Linked DNA regions of Danio rerio: region 1 is linked to region 2. The links are chromatin contacts, called in public Micro-C maps. All regions are on one chromosome and are shown on one strand. The core of a region is the stretch at or near the end of the contact, and the rest is flanking DNA. Distances in the headings are between cores, read along the strand shown.

Region 1 (5,674 bases), core at 1,436-3,935, 300 kb before region 2:
GATCAGAAAAAGAGGGGTTCGATGTTGCTCTTTTCCTTCGGATCCCCCAAGCACCCCCTTCCTCATTATTGTGTGCGACTATCATATTGCAAAAAAAAAAAAAAAGAAGAAGAGAAAGAAGTATTTTTTCTTGGCCATTTGTGAAAGGCTCATTAAAACAGCCCAAGAACAAACAAAGCTTCTCCTCCGAGGCCCCCATTCAGAGTCATCCCATAATTTCCCACTAGTTTTAATAGTTGAGATAAATTAATTATTCCTTCGTGGAAAATACATTCTTTGCTATCTTTGGCTCATTGTTCTTGTTGGAGAGAATCGAGCCCAATCCTGGGAGAAATAGAGTTGCCTTTCCTGCAGGGAAATCAAACTGCTCGCTGCAATCAGGCAGGACCAGTGACAATTAAACCATTAGTATCTGGTATAGGAGACTCTTTACACAATGTACATCTTACTAATGAATCCAGAGGCAACTCATAATTACACAGTTTTGTCTTGTAAAGATTAGCTGCCCACTGAAACTCAGCTGAACATCACGTATAACGCTTCACTCGCTGCTCCTTTAGGCTGAATGAAGACGGGTCTCTGAGTGTCAATTCGAAACTTTTATATAGATATCATAAAAATAAACAAAAGGGTGGTTAGTCAGAGACATTGCTCAGTGGTCATTTTTCTTTCATTTATTGTGTTCATGTTTTCATGAGAGATGACACTAAAATATAAACGCTCGCAAAAAATGAGTGCACTTGTAAGTCAATTTTAAGGATATTTAGTCTTGCTGAAAAAAAGCTATCAATTTCAGGTTCTCTTTATTGTGAAATGACAATGACTTCCTTGCCCCAAAAATTGCCACAAAATGAGCAATTGCCCTCACAAACAAATCATAGTCACACTTTTTTTGATGCTCCGTTTGTTGAATTTAAGCTACATTGCAACTAATTCTCATTAGATTAATTAGACGGTTAGGGTTAGGGTTAGTGCAAGTTGACATGTACTGTACTTGCTAAGTTTCTTATAGACCATTCTGGGGGTGTAAACAATAACCTTTCCTGTCTTACGTTTTTAATTTCCATAACTTCCAAGAATCCAAAAAGATTTATAAATATTGTTATGACAGATGTTTTAACATAAAGTTAAAATTGAATTGCCTCTTGTTACAGTTAGGAAATAGTTTAGGGCCAATGAATGACATCACCTCATTGAAATGGTCTATAGTCAGTTAAATGTCTGTTGAAGGAGCAGTATCAACAGATATCTAGCAGACAGTCTACTAATACTCAATTGGACCATCAAAATAAAGTGCTACCCAAATCATCTTTAAAAGCCTTCGGACATAAAAAATGATGTTCTTTCTTGGTGTATTTGTGACCTTTGTAAATAAATAGAATAACAGTTGTTTCATGATTTTGTGACATAATGATGTGCATGACATGTTAACCTTATTATTGAATATTTTATTTTATTTTAAAGAATTTATTAAGGTTATGCTAAGTCTCAAAGCTAAATCTTAGAAAAGGCGACCAACAAATCTATAGTTTTAGTTCTCATTTATACCAGGGGATGGCGCCACTGTTATAAGAACATGAGCGTGACTTCTGTAGTGGTGTAGTGAATTTTCACTTTGTCCATGAAACCAAATAGACTTTTATATAGTTAACACAGCCCTCAGTCAATCTAATATGAAATAGATGAAATATGTATATGGGAACACTTAAACACTGGAATACTTACTAATAGCATGAAACTTCCACAATCAGTTTTGTAGATATGGAGCAGAAGTTCTCCAGATGAAGGATTTGCTCTGCAGACATTCTTTCAATGTCAAAGGAAAGGTAGAATAATTCATATCTGCACAAAAAAAAAAAAAAAAACATATATATATATATATATATATATATATATATATATATATATATATATATATATATATATATATATATATATATATATATATATATATATTATTGTTGTTGTTATTATTATTTTTATTATTATTTTATTATTATTATTATTTTAATACCACATTAGTATTAAGTAAACTAATAACTGTAAAACTAAATATTTTAAGTATATTTTAGTTGAAGAGTCATGTAAAATTTATAATCATATTTAATCAAATAAATTAACTACATTTGATTACAAATATATAAAGACAAATACATAAATATATAAGTAAAAATGAAAACCAATTAATAATGTAATATAACAGAGACTAAAAGTAACAGAAAATACAATAAATATATCTAAACTTTTTCTTAACATGCAAGACAATATTCAGGGAGCTGTGATTTTATGCAGATGTGAAAACTGTCAACTCCTTTAAATAATAAATATTATGAATGTACGGTTCTTGTTGGTCTTATGCTGTAAATGAGGAATTAATTCCGTATAAAATGTTTTTTTATTTAAAAATGTTTCATTTTGGGGACCCCTTGTGCGCTTACCGAGGCCCCATAGTGGGACCCGGTCCCGACGGTTGAACACCTCTGCCCTGTCCAACCTCAACAAGCAGACAGCCACTCTCAACCGCAATCTTTCCTTCTTTGAACAGTGTGTGTCGAAGTCAACCTCGCCTTCTTTTGATTGGCTGTATTCCTCATTCCGCTTGAATGGAGTGCGTCATGATTGGCCACAGCCTGATTGACGTCATCCTGCGAGAGGAGGTTTACTCTGGGTTTTTTTCTGTCACTGACACATGTAGAGCACAAGCGACAAGCAGCGGCGAGACATCAGCGCGCGAGAGAGGACAGTTACAAACACAAGCGCTCTCTTCATCTATGGAAATTACCGAAGACCTTGCCGACAGCTCCATCAACAAACCCGCCGCCGAGCTTTTCAGTGATAATAAGAGCATCTGAGAAAAAAGGTGACGGCAACAGTGGAAATATAATCTGAAAACTCCATTTGCTTGACTCTTTCGCAGCAGCGAGAAGTGTTCATCCACGCGCTGCTCCGTCTGTGAGTTTGTTGGACTGTGCGCGTTATTTTTTATATATTTTCTACAGAGAAAACAGACTGCTGTACATTTCTCACCACCATTCAACCATTACATTTCAAAGAGGTAAGTGCACTTCTCTTCAACTAACCGTATTTTGCTTTATGAATGGTAATATTTCGTAGTTTGACGAGACACGTTTGTTACGGAGCGACAGAATTGATGTTGCAGAAAAACACTACACACGAAAGCATAAAAGATTACAGTTACTTAATGACTAGATTTTATGTATTGTGCTTGTGTGCAAATTGTGTTGCATGTCACGCACTTATACCGTAATAATGTACGTTAGTGAATTAAACATGAGCGATGCGCGTTGTTTCATAAGAAGACCACATAGGTTATTTAGACGTAATCTTGGAAATTGCTGGCATTTCGAGTTTAATATCTTATTAGTGCATCTTAAGTGCGCGCGTGCTGTACAGATGGTCAACAAACCATAACACAAGTGCAATTCTGTCCATGTTGCATTGTGCATTCTGGCAGGAGCAGCTGTATTTAGTCTCCAGCACCGCGATCTGTATTACTGGCCATGGGCTGCTGATCTGTTTTATATTTCTGCACATCCCCTCTCTTAAATTGCCTGTCCGTGTAATTACTTGAGTTTGCCCATTTGACTTAAAAGCCACCCCCTCCCTCTCTTCAAATCTCCCCTCTTCCCTCTTCCAGGGAATGAAACTTGACGATGGTCCGATCTTATTTATCTGGGGGAGTCACTTTCGGTCTCTGATTCATCTCCCTTTAGATTTAATCAGCACTAAGGTATTGCTTGTCCCTAAGAGCCTCCACTAATGGGGTTACTGAATGCCTCTCTCTCTCTCTTTCTCTCTCAGTGCAATGTTTTCTACCCCCCGCCTCTCTCTTCTCCTCTAATTACCTTTCAACAAAGATTTGGCTTACAGCCTTTCACGAATATATCTTAAATTTTAATCTTTCCCACTTCGGTCCAGCAGCCCTCCTTATGAAACCTGGGAAACATTGCACACACACAGTACTGATGGATCAACAGAGCAAAGCACAGAACTGCAATCGTAAATGAGGGTTTGTGGTTAATGTGATTTCTGTCAGAGGCAGATATTTCTGTAGGCCGGCATTAACTGATTTCTTGCATATGCAGAATGATCCAACATAGTAGGGGTAATTTCACGCAGCAGTGACCAGTCCCCAAAGCGAATGCTGCTGAATGTTCTTCATGATGTTGGCTGGAAATCCGTCATCTGATAACCTTAGTGAAAGCAATTGGAATATGTCGACCTCTGAATGGGTCGTACAACTTTAAGGCTTCCTCAATTAACTTCTCCAGTTCTGGCAACAGTAGCATTTGGATTCCTCTCTCTCTTTCTCTCTCTCTCATGAAGGTTCAGGAAAATGTACTTTTAAAGCAATGCAGACAACCTAACAAAAGCCAGTGCTTCTAATTGTTCCAGTGACTTTAATGTTATCAGTGAACAGACATTTATCACAAATGGACCAAAGGAGCTGACTTCAGCACTTAGATAAAGATCAAGGACAGCCTGCCACTTTAAACAATTCTCAGACTTGCTTGAAGGCATTATATGCATTTAAATTATTTCAAAAGAGCTTTTAGGAAGCGTGCCTCCCAAAACATTCAGTGTTTTAGGTCACTGTTCAGGCTCCAGGTGTTTTAGATATTTCTAAGACAAAACTTCTGTCAGAAGTTGAGGAAACTTAGGTGTGCTTGCTTTGTGAGATGTGGATTTAAGTAATGCTGAATGCTTTTATAGTTACTTTTCTTTCTTTTTTTAACTGTGTGCAAATATATATATATATATATATATATATATATATATATATATATATATATATATATATATATATATATACTTTTGAAGTCAAAATTATTAGCCCTCCTGTTTATTTTTCCCCAATTTCTGTTTAAGTAGAGGATTTTTTCAACACATTTCTAAACATTTGTTTAGAAGTTTGTTCTGTAGATTTTTAAAGAAAAAAATAGCTTAAAGGAGCTAATAATATTGACCTTAAAATAAAAAAAAAATAAAAATCAAAAACTGCTTTCATTCTAGCTGAAATAAAACAAATAAGACTTTCTCCAAAAGAAAAAAAATATTATCAGACACACTGTGAAAATTTCCTTGCTCTGTTAAACATCATTTAGGAAAATAAATAAATAAATAAATAAAATAGGGGCTACTAATTTTAATTTCAACTGTTTGTCATTTGTTGAAAGGGCTTTTGATTTGTATTTAGCTACAAAACTAGAATATAAAATAGTACTCTTGCACACGCATTTAAAAACTGCTTAACTCTTGACTTACTGCTCCAGTGTTTCTCCCTGTCTCTTTATGTTTCTGCAGACACAATGGTGAACCCTGGAGGAAGTGCCCAGCCCCCACCTGTTGGAGCGGGATCTCTGTCGTGGAAGCGCTGCGCGGGCTGTGGGGGAAAGATTGCTGATCGGTTTCTCCTCTATGCCATGGACAGCTATTGGCACAGCCGCTGTCTGAAATGTTCCTGCTGCCAGGCCCAGCTTGGAGAGATCGGCACATCCTGCTACACCAAGAGTGGCATGATCCTATGTAGAAACGACTACATCAGGTTAGACACATCCATTATTGATTTTAATCTGTCACAATCACAGCCTCACTCATGTGTTTAAGAAAGATGTCAGGCAGTGAGTTTTTTTTTATTTTTTATTTGTGTTCA
Region 2 (5,857 bases), core at 501-3,000:
TTATGAAAGCTGCAGGTCTATGTACTCAACCTTGGGTGCGTTTCCAAAAACTTTCGTTAGGCAACTAAGGTGACATGTTCTGTCGTTAAAAACACAGTTTGTTGATTTTGATTTCCCAAATCCATTATTCCAGCAAACATTCACAATCTGGGGTGTGTTTCCTAAACAATGACATAACAAACAATGACAAATCGCGGCTTAACTATTATTGTATGATGCATCATTTGGGAAAAGAGCAATGTAGTGATGAGTGTTTTCTAAAACCGTAGTTGTTCTGTCGCAGATCCAACGGTTGAACCACATTAGTTTTTATAATGTAAAATGCCCATAATCATGCTCTAAACAGAGTGAAGTAACAACTTTAAAGAAGAACCCCATCATTTCTTTGTGCAAAGTATGTTGTTTTACTTGCACATGCATAAAAAAAAAATAAAAAAAAACCAATATTAGTTTTGGTAAAAACATGCACTCGTTTTCCATATACACTGAAATATATGTCAATAGCAATACATAAAAAAATACATAAAAATAAATAAAAATAATGAGGAAATTTTTTATTACTAAATTTAATATTTATTATTTATAAGGAAATTAAAAAATAATATTAATAATGACGATGATGATAATGATGATGATGATTATTATAATAATTATTATTATTATTATTATTATTAATATTATTTTTATTATTATTAAGTAGGATATTTTTTATTTATCTATTTTTTTTTGGGGTGAAAAGTTTACTTTTAAAATTTGACACATGCAAAGCACTGCAGAAATGACTGCCAACAGGCCCATGTCATATACAGTACAGATACTTAATAAATAACCTACTATAAATTAAAAGCAATAACGTATGCTATGTTTTTTTGTTTGCACAAGATTTGGAGACGTAATATAAATTCCGCATTTAAAAAATAAGTCAGCTATAGCTTTTATCATGAGCCACGGTTGTGTTCAAAATGACATCAATGTTTTCAAAGTGCACTACAGGGGGTAAACTGCATGTTTTTACCAAAATTAATGTTGTTGTTTTTTTTTGTTTTTTTTTAATTTGCACAAAAAAAAAAAAAAATAATTGTCTGAAGAAGTTGTTATTCCACCCAACTTAAAGCTCCATTATGGTTCAAATGATGTATCTGCAACAGAGCAACTATGGTTTTGGGAAACACTCCTCACTGCATGTTTTTTTTTTTTTTTTTTCAAACAATGTATCATACTAGTTCAGCCGCAATTAATGTTGTTTGGTAAATGCACCGCAGGAAGGCTAATGAAGAAAAACGTATTTGACTTTTTAAAACCAAAATAATGGTCATTTAATGAAAATAACTTTGACTGCAGCTACAAATACTGACTTCAGATGCTTCCTGTGAGCTCCACCATCTGCTGGTGCAGTTCTCCACACAGATCAACAGGTCACCACCAGCATTTAGTGTGAATGTACTGCTCGGGAAGGCCTCATCTTCCTCTCACCATCATGCATGCGCCACCCTTTTATCCGCAGTTGTCAAAACATGTACTGCAATAATGGCTGTGATGAACTCTGGGCTTTCAGATGAACTGCTCTTCAGTAAACATTACCCGCAGCTCAGAGCGCGGGACGTGTCTCAACTGTCTGTTAAAACCGAGTGAAGGCCCCACCGAACACCTGTGTGTGTTCATGACTGTGTGTTTTCATTTGTCTACATGACTGAGAGGTGGAAGGTGATGACATGCTGGAATGGACCGGAGGGCAACACACACACGCACACACACACACACTCACATGGCCACTAGAAATTCCAGTCACAGTCATGTTACAAAATCACTCTATAAGGTCGTGGAAACAAAGAAAAGCCCTCAGGGTGAATCCGTGTGTTTGTGTGTCTCTGTGTCTCTGTGTGTGTGTGTGTTTAATGTTTCTCCCAACCAAACCCACCAAAATCCTGCTTGCAATTAAAAAGTGCACCGCTCTGGCACCACAACTAATTTTCCCTGGCTTTCTACAGCTACAAACCAGTAGGGCAATTGTTATTAGTTCTCCATCGGTTTCAATTTGAATGCCTGAGAGCCAATTAAGGCTGCGGCTGATTGAATCCGCCCCAGGACCTTCCCATGCAGGAACCCAAATGAGTTCAGCCCGAGGTGGGGAGTAGCGGAGAGATGGAGGAAGAGGGGCACAGGGGTTAAATAAGAGGAGTTAAACTAGCAAATCCCAAACCCGCCCCAGCCGGAACAACGGTTGGCTGCTGTACTGATGTAAATTAAATCAACTATCCCAACTTATTCATTCAGTCTAGTAGCTTCGTTAGGCTCGAATTCCACCGGCAACCTCGTGACCTTCTCTAGTCAGACTGCATCACACCGACTGAAGGTTTCTGCCATACAAATTGCATCAGACTGCTTAATTAGCCAGTGTAATGCACTTAAACGGACATTCTTTTGCTTTCTTCTCGCACTTTAGTTCTCTTTTGAATTTGCAATCACACTGTTCTCAAAGATAAGCATATTTTAAGTACACTGACTCCATTGTGGAATGTTTCATTACTGAAAAGGCAATTTCATAATGCAAGGGAACAACTTTAATGCAGTCAATTTTTATCTTATGCCCTGATTAAAAAGAAAAATCTATAGTTTGTGTGATGTGTATTTAAGAAATATTGCTTATGCATCACAAATTGGTCAAAAAGTGATCGGTAAAGGCATTTTTAATGATTTATAATATTAGTTAAGCAATCAAATAATAACTAAATTATGTCTTAAATAAATAGGTCAGCAATTTTTTTATTTATTATTAGAAATTTATAATTTTTATTCAGCTTGACCAAAATTGCCAGTAAAGCCCTTTATATTTTGAACTATATATTCGAATGAAAACTGTTCTTTGGATCCTCTAAATCTGTTCCTCAAAAATATCACTAAAATGCTAAAAGTTTAAGTTAATTTATAGTATTTAGTAATTAATATAAGTATTTGTGTTATGAATAATAAATAGTTAAGCTTTTAATATGTATTTTAAAAGTTTTTTAGCATAAATTAAATTATTTTATAATTATCTTTAGTCTCATCTAATCCGATTTAAAATAAACAATACTGACAAAAAAGGCATTCATAATTATTATTATTATTATTATTATTATTTATTCATTCATTCACTCACTTTCTTTTCGGCTTAATCTCTTTATTAATCAGGAGTTGCCACAGCGGAATGAAGGGCCAACTTATCCAGCATATGTTTTATAATGTGAATGCCCTTCCAGCTGAAACCAATCACAGGAAAACACCCCTACACTCTCATTCACACACACATACTACGGCCAATTTAGCTTAACCAATTCACCTATTCACCTTATTCTCCGCCGACGAGCGGGCGCTGCTATTTGAATCTTTTTGGCTTGAGACTTCCGGTCTCATTCACTTCCATTCATATTTTGATGTTAAAAACGGCTCATTACGCTGCTTGATGTTGCAATTTGATATTTTCTTATTATATTATTCTACTTGGTCTGTATAGTCATGCAAACATTTGTTTGTAGAGCAAGTAGTTTGACTGTTTTCTGCCGTTTATTATTCTTAGTCATTTCTCCCATAGGCGACTGAATTGGAAGTTCTAAGACAATCGCGAAAACAGGCGCACTTCCACATTTTAGAATAAGGTCAATAGCGCATGTCATTGGAATGTGGGGGTAACCGGAACACGTGGAGGAAACCCACGCAAACACAGGGAGAACATTCAAACTCCACACAGAAATGACAACTGACCCAGCCAAGGAATAAACCAGTGGTCTTCTTGCTGTGAGGCGATTGTGCGACCCACTGCGCCACTGTGATACCTTATTTTAAAAGTATTTTAGCATAAATTATTTATAATTATCTTTAGTCTGATCTAGTCGGATTTAAAATAAACAGCACTGGCATTCATCATTATCAACATTATTTATTAGGGACTGAGTACCCAGGGTGTGTAAGCCCTATTGGAATTGCTAGGTTTCTTATTTTTCTTTTTCTTCTTCTTCTTCTTTAGAATGAATCGTGATTTTGAGGGTCTAAACATGCTTAAAAACTCACAAAGCTTTGCACACGTGCTAGAAGTGTCAAAAGTTTTCATTTGTTACAGGTTTCGGAAGTGGGTGTGGCGGAAGGCTCGACAGCACCATCTATGCACTTTTGATGGAGTGGCCCATTAGCTACATTTCATGCATGCGTACGAAAATAGGCACACACATCAAACATGGCAATACCAACAAAACAGTCTCTTTTTATAGATATTTTTAACTTCCTTTGCTGAAAAAGCACAGTTTTTTGCCATTTCCAGGCATTTTACTTCCTAGCAATTTCATCAAATCAACAACAAAAATGGATATTATTGTCTACAGGCATTGGCGATGTATAATGTAAAGATCTAGAGTTTTCGTTGTCCATGGCGCCCTCACAAACTTAGATGTTTCACCAAGCAACAAGAAGTTGTTATAACTCAGGCATGCATTTTTTGATCTGCCTAAAATCCACTCGTTTGATAACAGTCCTGACCTAAACACGTTTACATGCCAATATCCAGATACAGTTATAGCACCACCTGCTGGCAACAGGTAATTACATGTTTTACAGTGTAACAAACCCTTCCTGGAACTTTTATCAGACTGCATCCAAGTTTTGTTAGTATAATCCAAAGGCATTTGTGACATTTAATTGTAAAGATTTAACGTTTTCACTAAAGGGCGTGTTCGTGGCGGACTGACGGAGTTCAGTGTATCGCCATGGAGGAGGAAGTGCTTATAACTCAGCCACACGATTTTCAATCTGCCTGAAAATTCACGTTCAATGAGATTCCTCTCCTGAAGACATCTACATGCCAATATTAAGTCACAGTCATAGCGCCACCTTCTGACAGAAGGGAGTTTGGCATAAATTTGTGATTTTCTCAGGTTTTCTTCATATACCAGCTTAAAGAATTATTGTCCACTGTTTTCTGTCATCCTAAGGCCACCGGGCAGTGGTGAGCCTGGGTGTGAGGTCCCTTTCATCGCTGCTTGCAGCTTTAACTATTATTATTATTATTATTATTATTATTATTATTATTATTATTATTATTATTATTATTATTATTATCATTATTATTATTATGGCGAGGCAGTGCCGCAGTAGGTAGTGCTGTTGCCTCACAGCAAGAAGATCGCTGGGTTGCTGGTTCAAACCTCGGCTCAGTTGGCGTTTCTGTGTGGAGTTTGCATGTTCTCCCTGCCTTCGTGTGGGTTTCCTTCGGGTGCTCCGGTTTCCCCCACAGTCCAAAGACATGCGGTACAGGTGAATTGGGTAGGCTAAATTGTCCGTAGTGTGTGTGTATGAATGTGTGTGTGTGTGTATGTTTCCCAGAGATGGGTTGCGGCTGGAAGGGCATCCGCTGCATAAAAACTTGCTGGGTAAGTTGGCGGTTCATTCCGCTGTGGCGACCCCGGATAAAGGGACTAAGCCGACAAGAAAATGAATGATGAATAAATTACAGTATCTTTAGATAGATACTGTCATAGATACTTATTTCAAAACAAATTACATTCATAATATCATGCTGTGCGTTACACTTACAAGGTCCCATCATGTGTGGAATCCTGCCTAATAAAGCAGCTGCATGCATGTACTGTATATAGGAAGTAGGTAGCTCACCTGCTATTAGAACACCACCAGTAAGCATAAACAGACAGCAGTAGCATAGTCTTCCTGCAACATCTGAAGTTCAGACTTCAGAGCGTAAAATAACCTCTCTTAAGTCACCAAATGCGTCCATTAAGAGCAAGCAAATGGAGAGAGGTGCATGAATGTATTGGACAGAATCATTATTCAAACATCACATACTGCTTTTAGCTCATCCACATCACAGGAT

What was found. A called contact is a pair of places that touch in the nucleus more often than the background predicts.
Region 1: a Micro-C map of caudal fin shows a contact between it and region 2, with 3 times the contacts expected there. The contact joins the promoter of lmo4b here to the enhancer-like site in region 2. A contact is called at or near these places in 1 of 18 Hi-C or Micro-C datasets (caudal fin) and 1 of 4 datasets of contacts at active chromatin or transcription factors (embryo).

What each region holds. Positions count from the first base shown.
Region 1 is chr6:28,423,906-28,429,579 of GRCz12tu, reverse strand. It overlaps lmo4b (LIM domain only 4b), which reads left to right and starts at 2,685. Exons shown (of 5, transcript NM_212689.2): 1 at 2,685-3,055; 2 at 5,326-5,566. The coding sequence starts at 5,331. It also overlaps a transcript of kyat3.2 not described here.
Region 2 is chr6:28,124,609-28,130,465 of GRCz12tu, reverse strand. It overlaps a transcript of kyat3.2 not described here. Among named protein-coding and RNA genes, the nearest start is that of pkn2b, 260 kb to the right of the region's middle. Within about 2 kb of position 1,750, at least 6 of the 62 cell types and tissues checked have an H3K27ac peak or open chromatin away from gene starts, as enhancers often do. A contact at or near this core is called in caudal fin, where this site is marked.